2 separate regions of the Xenopus tropicalis genome follow, and region 1 is linked to region 2. A link is a contact called in public Hi-C data. All regions are on one chromosome and are shown on one strand. Each heading gives the region's core, a stretch centred on a gene start, on an enhancer-like site or on the middle of the called end of the contact. The rest is flanking DNA. Distances are from core to core; before and after follow the strand shown. Region 1 has its middle 35 kb from the start of msx1. Region 2 has its middle 11 kb from the start of msx1.

Evidence for each region. Hi-C and Micro-C count contacts between places; a contact is called where the count stands out from the background.
Region 1: a Hi-C map of neurula embryo shows a contact between it and region 2, with 2.7 times the contacts expected there. The contact joins two enhancer-like sites. A contact is called at or near these places in 3 of 5 Hi-C or Micro-C datasets (gastrula embryo, neurula embryo and tailbud embryo).

Annotation. Positions count from the first base shown.
Region 1 is chr1:26,004,400-26,009,543 of UCB_Xtro_10.0, forward strand. No RefSeq gene overlaps it. Among named protein-coding and RNA genes, the nearest start is that of msx1, 35 kb to the left of the region's middle. Within about 2 kb of position 2,737, at least 1 of the 11 cell types and tissues checked has an H3K27ac peak or open chromatin away from gene starts, as enhancers often do. A contact at or near this core is called in neurula embryo, where this site is marked.
Region 2 is chr1:25,958,723-25,964,224 of UCB_Xtro_10.0, forward strand. No RefSeq gene overlaps it. Among named protein-coding and RNA genes, the nearest start is that of msx1, 11 kb to the right of the region's middle. Within about 2 kb of position 1,624, at least 1 of the 11 cell types and tissues checked has an H3K27ac peak or open chromatin away from gene starts, as enhancers often do. A contact at or near this core is called in neurula embryo, where this site is marked.

The DNA.
Region 1 (5,144 bases), core at 1,487-3,986, 47 kb after region 2:
GCTACTAGTAGCAGCTACTTTTTCACGCCAGAAAATCCACTGCCATAGACAATACTGAGAATTGCCTCTGCTAAAACACACTTAAGGTGGCCATACACGCACCGATAATATCGTACGAAACCTTGTTTCGTACGATATTCGGTGTGTGTATGGTATGTCGGCGAGCCGACCGATATAGCAAGAAGCTGCTGATATCGGCCGACTCGCCGATCGGACCAGTTTGAAAATTTTGATCGGGCGCCATAGAAGGCGCCTGACCAAAATCTCCCTTCAGCGCTGAATCGGCAGAAGGAGGTAGAAATCCTATTGTTTCTACCTCCTTACCTGCCGATTCAGCCCTGAATGGTGTGTGGCGGATCTGACGATGTTTCATGCGACCGATGGTCGCACGAAACATCGTCAGATCGCCACGTGTATGGCCAGCTATAGAGACAACTATCAGTAAATGATCAGCATTGTCTATTTTGTAGCCATGACAAGTAGCTGCTACTAGTAGCTCTGTGTGTCTTCACCCTTAGGGCCGTGGCACACGAGGAGATTAGTCACTGCGCGACAAATCTCCCTTTTCGCTGGCGATTAATCTCCCCAATATGCCATCCCACCAGCAAAAATGTAAATCGGCGGTGGGATGGCATACAGGGTGCGTCTCTCGAGGCAACTTCGGCGATCGCGTCATCACGTCTACCATCCCACCGGAGATTTACATTTTTGCCGGTGGGATGGCATATCGGGGAGATTAGTCGCCCATGAAAAGGGAGATTTGTTGTGGCGACTAATCTCCCCATCTGTCCCGCCCCTTAGAGTGGAAAATAATAATATTACTAGTTCCACAAGTTTTCATTCCCTCTCATTCATTCCTGAAATTCAAACAAACATTACACCTCTCTGCCCCTCTCTGCCAGTTCCTGCACTGGCTGCCTGTCATATACAGGATTCAATTGAAGGTTCTTGTACTTACCTACAAAGCACTTTTTGGTGCCTCACCACTATATATAACCACCCTAATCCCCAAGTACACCCCCAGACATAACCTTCGGTCTGCACACAACCTCCTCCTCTCCTTCTCCCTCATCACTTTCTCTCACTCTCACATCCAGGCTTTCAAACGGTCACTTAAAACTCACCTTTTCATTCAAACCTATAATCTAAGCCCTCCTAAACTTGATTACCCCCTACTCTTTGCTCACACACTCACTTACCACTGGTATTCACCTCTTACTATGCACTTACCATCACTTTACAAACCAACAGAAACTGTACCATCTCTGCCGTTACCCTCTCCTCATGTCTCAAGTCAATTGGACTACATTTGTTGCTGTTATGTAGAATAATCATATAATGGCATTGCTCCAACCAACAAAAGGCATAGGGGATATACGCAATCAGAAGACTCAATCCTAAAGTAGGAAAACTAGTTTCAAAAGTTTGGTTTAGTCCTTGGGACTCATTGGCATGTAGATTTTCGATTTGTGCTTTTGGATAATGTACAATAAGAAGACTTCATGTGAATTTTTTGGCAGTGCCCCTGCATTGGCACTGACCCTGTCTGGCTAAAGCTTGCTTTGGCAAATTGCAGCTTTTCCCCTGCATTTAACCACTACTAACATGGTCACTCTCACGAAACCCAGGGCCCCATACTACCGCAGGGGTCCCCAGTCATTAGCTCATTAGAGACATAAGCCTGGCCAACCAGTAAAATTGGGTCCTAATGAAAAAAGACCACATACACATGACCATGTCCAGTCATGGACCAATATGCTAAAACCTTGCTTTGCTCAAAGGTTTTGGGCCCTGTCCCTTCATAACCCTTGAATCTCTCTTTTAGGACGTAGGACCCTTGACTGCAGTTCCTCCATTCTCCCTAATGGCAGCCCTGACTACTATCATAGTTGTAGCTCCCATCGTGGATAAATATGCAAGCCAGTGCCTACTGACACTCTCAACCATACCCACAATTTTCTAGTGCCATCTGCCTCTGGCAAGATGTCAGGTTAATATGTCTTACCAGCAACTGGCAATGACTCAATTTAAGACAAGCAAATGGCTGGTTGTGCACTGTGAGTATAACTAGGATGTCATAAATGATAGCAATGCCAGGCTATACCTACCTGGAACATGGAAGCGTGGCTTTCTCTTTAGAGCTCTGGCACAGGAGGAAATTTGTCGCTGGTGATTTTTAAAAGAGTGATTTGGCGACAAGACGAGCGACAAGACGCCAATGCTAAACCAATGGAAATCGCCTGCTGTTTCAAATCGCACACAGACCCTTTTCTGAGCGACTTGAGTAAACATGTGGGAGGGGTAACCATGGGTAGCAGATCGCCTGGAGCTCAACTGGCATGAAATCTCTTCGTGGGTATTGTCGTGGCGACTTGTCGCCAAAACGCCGGGGGGAAAAAACGCAGGCAACAAATTTCCTCATATGCCAGAGCCCTTACAAGTCATGGGCAAACAGAGGTCAACCAGAGCCATCAATGTGATAGGATCACAACAGCCGGGTCTCATTATAAACGTCCTTCTGACTCCATTATAAGATATGGGGCTTATCTGTACCCTTTGGGGTCCACATACGTCTGTAGGACCTGAAGAACATCACATGCTTTTAATCAGTAACTGTTTGACATGTTCCTCGCAATCAGTTGCATAAAATTCTTTGATGTTTGCTCCTGGGAGAGGTGGAGACTTCAGAATGTGCACGTAAATCCCAGGCCATACAGGGCCTGCACTTGAAAGGCTAGCCAGTGTGGGCTCCTAGATAACCTCGGGTTCCCTTTAATTAAAGACCTGGTCTGTTTATTGTGCCTTTTTGTGCATTATGAATCATTTTAAGCTGGCTATCAAGGTAAAGGAGGTGTAATCAATTAAGCACAGGATAATTTCCACAAGTGATATCAGGAGATACAATCAGTATGTCAAGAGACAGAACATCACTGTCACTAAACATGATAATTAGAAGCAATTACCTGGAAATGTTTCGCCTTTGAAGTCTCTTTCACTCCCACCATTTACAGCATTGCTAACATTGTTACTTTCCAGAGTTGTAAAGCACAACAGTCTGCGGGTAAATACTTCAAGTGCTCTAATTGAACGAGGGAAGGCTCCATAAAGTCGGCTGCGTTTTGAAATGGATCCTCTATGCTAATTATTTTGAGCCTTTATTTATGGAAGGGTGTAGTCTGCCATTAAAGCTTTAGTGCCACTTGGGAGACAAAAAAATTAGAATTGTGAAGTGTTTGCGCAAGTGACACCTCAAGGCAAATAATTGTAAAAAAAAACAAAAAAACCCAGCTAACATGAACCTACAACGATGGGAAAATAACACAGATTAAAATCACACAACAATTACACAACAACGAGCAAATATGTTTTATACTTATAAAATTTAATTCTAGAGTCATTAAAAATTATAAACATTTATATATATAAATAGAAGGATATAAATTCAGATTTTATTTGAAGTTGAATACAAATTTTATTAGAAATTGATACAAGTCTTATGCAGTGCCCTTACAGAGATTGCTCCATTCATATCAATTATACTATTATACTATTATACTTATTTATACTATATATTACTTATTTATACTATATATTACTTATTTATACTATATATTATATTTCAGTATGATTAACAAGCAGAATTTTGCATTGAAGTATTCCATTGTTAGTATAGTTTGCTCTTCTCTTTGCACATACGTGTGTATTTGTATGAGTGAGGGAAGCCATAGCCTGTGAGATATGTAATATAATCCATCAACTGTAATTACTGTATATACTCGAGTATAAGCCTAGTTTTTCAGCACCCAAAATGTGCTGAAAAAGTCACCCTCGGCTTATACTCGAGTCGGGTGCCATGGGTCCCTCCAGACTAGCACCCTCTGTCCTTTGTGTGCAAATTAGGCCACCTGCAACCAGACCCTCCAGTGCCTTGGCCCGTTCCCAAATTCATCTTAATCTGTCATCCTCACCTGTCCTAGGCACATTCTGCACTAGACATTGCACTTTATATTATATAGAAACTATATATAGTTTTGAAGGATTTTAACTCTTTGTGTTTTAGCTGGGTTGCTGATTGAGTGAAGGGGGTAGTACACTTAAGGTATCATTGTTGATACCATATTGTTTTTGTTGACCCTCTTCTCCACTTACAGAGCTAGTTTACTGTTTTTGTTTGAAATAAATATTAAAAAACATATACCCCACTGATACCTCAATTAATGTTATTTTATTGGTATTTTGATTATTGAAACTTAGCAGTAGCTGCTGCATTTCCCACCCTATAGGCTTATACTCGAGTCAATACGTTTTTCCAGTTTTCTTAGGTAAAATTAGGTACCTCGGCTTATATTCGGATCGACTTATACTCGAATATATAGGGTATTCACTGCCCTCTAACGAACAGCAGAATTGGTAGCTTTCTAAGGCTTATTGAGAAGTTTACCTTTTCAAGGCATTCCTATATTTTTATCTTTTTCCCTATTTATTACATAGGGATCAAGCATCCTTTTTAACAGCCAGCCCAGTAAATTATCAGCCAGGTGGCAACCCTGGTTTTACTTAGGCAAAAAAAGCAATAAACACTTACGCATAATTAATTATACAGGTTTGGGATCCGTTATGCAGAAAGCTCCAAATTATGGAAAGGCCAACTCTCATAGACTCCATTTTAATCAAATATGGGGTAAGAACCCACAGAGCGAGTTACTCGCCCGTGATAGATCTCTACTAAAATAACTGCTCCGGGGGTTCTTAGATTTCTGCTAACGTGGGCGAGTAACTGCTCCATGGGTTCTTAGATTTCTGCTAACGTGGGCGAGTAACTGCTCCATGGGTTCTTAGATCTCTGCTAACGTGGGCGAGTAACTGCTCTGTGGGTTCTTAAATTTCTGCTAACGTGGGCGAGTAGCTGCTCCGTGGGTTCTTAGATCTCTGCTATTGTGGGCGAGTAACTGCTCCATGGGTTCTTAGATCTCTGCTAACGTGGGCGAGTAACTGCTCCATGGGTTCTTAGATCTCTGCTAACGTGGGCAAATAACTGCTCCGTGGGTTCATATATCTCTGCTATCGTGGGCGAGTAACTGCTCCGTGGGTTCTTACCCTAAGAGGCCCCTGTGCCCGCAGCGTCTCCCTCCTCTCTATAAACA
Region 2 (5,502 bases), core at 374-2,873:
GGCTACAAACTGATTCCTACCCACGGACAGTTCTGTACGGTGCCTTTTACTTACCGATTACCTTGGGAGAATAAGAAGAGAATTGACGCGGATACAGGATCAGCTACTCTGGGAATAAAGTTATTTCAGTGTCTTAAACGAAATTCGACAAACGAAAAAAAACGAAATCAATAAAAAGAAAACTATAGGGTAACGTTTGAATCACAAATATTGCATTATTTGTACAATCGATGGCAGGGTAAATATATTTTGTTTATATGTTAAACATGCATTTCGTATTTCTCATATTTATTTTTGTATCCGTGTGTATGTATTTATTACAAAATCAATTAAATTATGTAAAAATCAATCGTGTATATGTTTGCAGTCTTTGTAAACGAATTGTTGTGTTTCCACGAATTATAATATTCTTGGCCAACATATGATATGTTCATGAATTAAACTTACATTTTGCCCATAAATATTTATCACTGATTCTTTCCCAGCCTTTATTAATCATTATAAAATATTAACCGCATTTAACAAGCTTTTTATGTTCCATTTCACTCAAAGCGCTAAAAATGTCAACGGCGCTTTACAATTGCCCGATGATTTATTACAAAATCTAATTAACGATTTTAAGTCTGTTATGTATTCCCTATCGTTATGGGAATTAAAAAATACACGTTATTAATTATAATACAAGTGCAGATTTTTTTTTTCTCCCAGTTTACACAAAGTGCAACTGAGAGGCAATTAAAGTGCATGGTTAGTAATTTTCGCCAGTGAATGACGCTGCAAATAGGACAATTTGTGGGAATTCCACATTCGTCGTGTCAAATGTCTCTCACTAGAACACAGGTCAAGGGATTACTGACACGATAATGACATTTAATGAGCTAATAAAGAAAACAGAAAAGTGTCATAATTTTGACAGATTTGGGGTTCTTTATACTTTGCTTTTTAGTAAAATTCGAAAAAAAATATAATGGAATAGTTAAGAAAATTGAATCCTCTAGAAATATACTAAAACGTATTAAAGGGGGGGATAAGCATTTCGTTCTGTTCGTTTTCAGGTAATACATCCCTGAAAAAAATGATATGTGGCGATTTTCCCTTTGAACACAAACAGTGTATCTCCCTATGACAGGGCACCAATGTGCAGCGCAAAACTAATTCCCCATAGCGCATATAAGGCAGATTTATGGAGCTGCTTTGTGCATTATCTCCAGCTATCAGATGGCCACAATACAGGCTGTTCCTCAGCTCATTTCCCAGTTAGGGGAGAGCTTTGTGCCCAAGTGAATCGCCAACAAGCACATCAAAGGCGCAGAGGCTTCCTGGGGAGCAGGTAAGGAGAGGTGAGATGGAAGGGAAAGGGATGAATGGGGGGAATGGGATGAATGGGGGGAATGGGATGAATGGGGGGGGGGGTGGATGAATGAATGGGGGATGAATTCTCCCCAGGTACAGGAACAGGTAAGAATAAAAGTGACAGAACATAAAGGGAAGGGACTCACCTTGCAGGCAGAGTCGGGCTGGTGGGATTGACTGGAGGGATATTGCCCCCCGGGCTGCAGGCAGAGTCGGGCTGGTGGGATACACTGGAGGGATATTGCCCCCCGGGCTGCAGGCAGGGGGTGAGTGAATGGAAGTTCCCTGTGGATGAGTGGAAGCTCCCAGTGCAGCGGGGGAATCACTGAGCTCTCTGTTATATAAGTGGAACATGTGAGTGTGAATGGCTGTGTGTGTTATGGTAACACTGATCTGACACAAGCTCTCACCGCTTTCATACAATCACAAAAGCTTCACTGAAAATCGAATCTGATGCAGTTGCAGAGTCAATGTCACGGCGCAAAGTTGCGCATTAGCTTTTACTAATTATAAGTTCGATAAAAAAAGTCACAATATAAACCATCAGATTGCGACACTCTGCAATATGTTTCATCTCCCCCATCCCAATCCCCCAGCCCACTCTCTCTCTGTTTAATCTCCCTATCCCTGGTCTCGTCTCTCTATAAATACATGTACATACATAACTCTGAGTAATGTATTCGTGCTAATTCCATTTATTTCACGTTTATACTTTTGCACTCATTCTCATTATTCCATGAGGTTATGTGAGTGCCCCCACTAACTTGTTATCACATATAATTATACTAGGGTGACCGGATCACTTGGAAATACAGGGACCCGTCTAATAAACACATGTTGCAGGGCAGCCCTGTTTGCATTTAAATTAAACTGCGCTTTAGCCCTGCTGGCTGGAGTTTCTAGACTTGTCCCTGAAATTTCCAAGTGATCAGAAGTGATCTGGTCACCCTAAATTATATTTTATCTTTCCATTTTGTCCTGTCTTTGGTTTAATTACATCTCTCTGCCTCTCTCTATATTGTTTCCACACACTCTCTCTCCCTACATATATTTATTCTTTTAATCTATCAATAGTCCATCTATCTGCATTTATCTCTATCTCTTCTAAAAAAAAATCCTCTATCGTTTGTTTGTCTGTCTTTATATATATATATATTAATATATATCTGTAAAGCATTTGCACAACTATGATCTATATCTATCTATCTATCTATCTATCTATCTATCTATCTATCTATCATCTATCTATCTATCTATCTATTATCTATCTATCTATCTATCAATCTATTTATCTGTCTATCTATCTATCTATCTATCTATCTATCTATCTATCATCAATCTATCTATCTATCTATCTATCTATCTATCTATCTATCTATCTATTATCTATCTATCTATCTATCAATCTATTTATCTGTCTATCTATCTATCTATCTATCTATCTATCTATCTATCTATCTATCTATCATCAATCTATCTATCTATCTATCTATCTATCTATCATCTATCTATCTATCTATCTATCTATCTATTATCTATCTATCTATCTATCAATCTATTTATCTGTCTATCTATCTATCTATCTATCTATCATCAATCTATCTATCTATCTATCTATCTATCTATCTATCTATCTATCATCTATCTATCATCTATCTATCTATCTATCTATCTATCTATCTATCCATCTGTCTCTATTTCTGAGTTGTTTTGCTCAGGGTGTTCTTTTTGCCAGGTTATGAAGGGGTGTATGAACGAATTCATGTTTATCTGTACAACTATCTATCAGGGGTATCTATGAGTTCCTTGGCTCATACGGATAAAACCAGTAGACTTCATGTTGTGCAGCCAGAGGCTTATGACACGGAGAAAACAGATAATTACTAACTGAGTATGTAGATTATTTGAGAATAAATAATATAATTACAAAATAAGCCTAAATAAAGACTGCTAAAAATAACCCCTTGTTCAACACTTCAATTGTAAATGATCTCTGGGACAATAATTCCCTGTTTATTTATTTTCTGATATGGAGGAAATTACCTCCAAAAGTGATTTCAGTCTCTCCGCTGTACTTGGAACAATATCAACACCAAAAAGTAATGCGGCCCTGGTTTATACAGAAAGAAATGTGTTTAATAAATACTGAATTATCGCACATACATATGGCTTTATATATAAATAAACTTTTTTGCTACTACTGTAGTACCCATACTACAGTGTTTCACCCATAATGCATTGCAGGTACCTGTCATTGTAATTTACATTGTTAATAACACTTATAGAATATGGTTTTAACACTGCAACTATGGGCCATTTTTTTATTACTTTGACTGATTTGTATCCTGATCTTCATTCGACCTTTCTGGACTCTAGAGCTTCCCTAGTCCTTTGTTTTGTTGGGGGTGTCATTATTATTATTATCTCCCTTCCACTGAACCCCCAATCAATTATCATATCACACAATTATTAGAATAGGCAGCCCCTGAATAGTGGGAATGTGAAATAATTCGATCTTTGCGCTAGTTATTTCCATAGCAAATAATATCAATCTAAATTACGGTAAATGATACCAATGGCTTAAAATGTGGATAAAGGACTGAGCTAAAGCTGTTAGTTTTTCTTAATAATAAAGATAAAGAAAGAAAGGCAAAACGATCATAAAACTGACATCCAGTTGAACACAATATATTCGAATGTATCTAAAATAATCACTATATTTATATGTACAGGGATCTGTGTGAGATCTGGTGCATTTTCAAGCAGAAATGTGTATATGATAAGGCCCAGTCGACATTAATTCGAATTTATATATTGATATCATTATATAGTAATAATACTAATAATAATTCGATTAACTTTATCTGTAACAAGTGAGAAAATACTCTTTTTAAATAAACCCAAATAACCCCAAATAACACCACTACTACTACTAGTACTAATACTACTACTAATTATGGGCAGATTGGTACCAGTGCAGTGAGAATGTAGAGATTAGTAGAACCAACTGACTGTAATGTGCTGATTGGCTTTATTCACTGGTACAGAATAACTTCACTACAGTTTGTCCCATAGGCACCCAAACTGCCATTGGCTGGGAAAGACTAACTGTATTATTCTCAAGCAAAGTGAAAAATAAAGTGTGTTCAGTTATTTGGATATTATTGCGAAATCTTTATTTGCAGTCTCCATTTCTATTACAGAATAATTCCCTATTCCCTTGTAAAGCTTTAACCATAATTAAAAATGTATTGTTTTTAATTACAATGCGTATTCATTACAACAATAATAATAGTAATACTAAAAATAATTCAGAGAGGGGAAGAAAACGATTCGTAGAAGGAGAGGGGACGTTTTAGACAATAAACTTGGAGGAGAAATAAAAAATAGAATGGAACTGAGCCAATATGGGTCCGGCAGGAGAAATCAGAAGGTCTAATATGACTTATATAGGACCCAAAATAGCTGTGTATTAACTGCCCTAAGGATTATACCCATTACTGCTTGTAGCCTTAAGATATAGTACCCCCAGTAAAATGTATGGCACTAATGTTTATCCTGAGTACTGGGAGAGGTGAATGGAGCTAAGAATATTTTGCTGTGTTGCCCTTTATCCCATACTAACCGTGGCCATATGATCTATCAGCCCCAATGTAGTTGTGGCCATATGATCTATCAGCCCCAATGTAGTTGTGGCCATATAATATATCAGCCCCCAATGTAGTTGTGGCCATATAATATATCAGCCCCCAATGTAGTTGTGGCCATATAATATATCAGCCCCCAATGTAGTTGTGGCCATATAATATATCAGCCCCCAATGTAGTTGTGGCCATATAATATATCAGCCCCCAATGTAGTTGTGGCCATATGATCTATCAGCCACCTTGTAGCTGTGGCAAAAGATCCATCGACCCCCATTGAATTTATAGCCACAAGTGCTATCACCCCCTTGTAGTTGTTGCCATAAGATCTATCAGTCCCCTTGCGATTGTGCCAATTAGATTTAATAGCCCCCTTGTGGTTGTGCAGATAGGCTCTAACAGCCCCCTTGTATTGTGTCAATGAGATCCAACAGCCACCTTGTACTTGTGCCAATGAGATCTAACAGCCCCCTTGTACTTGTGCCAATGAGATCCAACAGCCCCC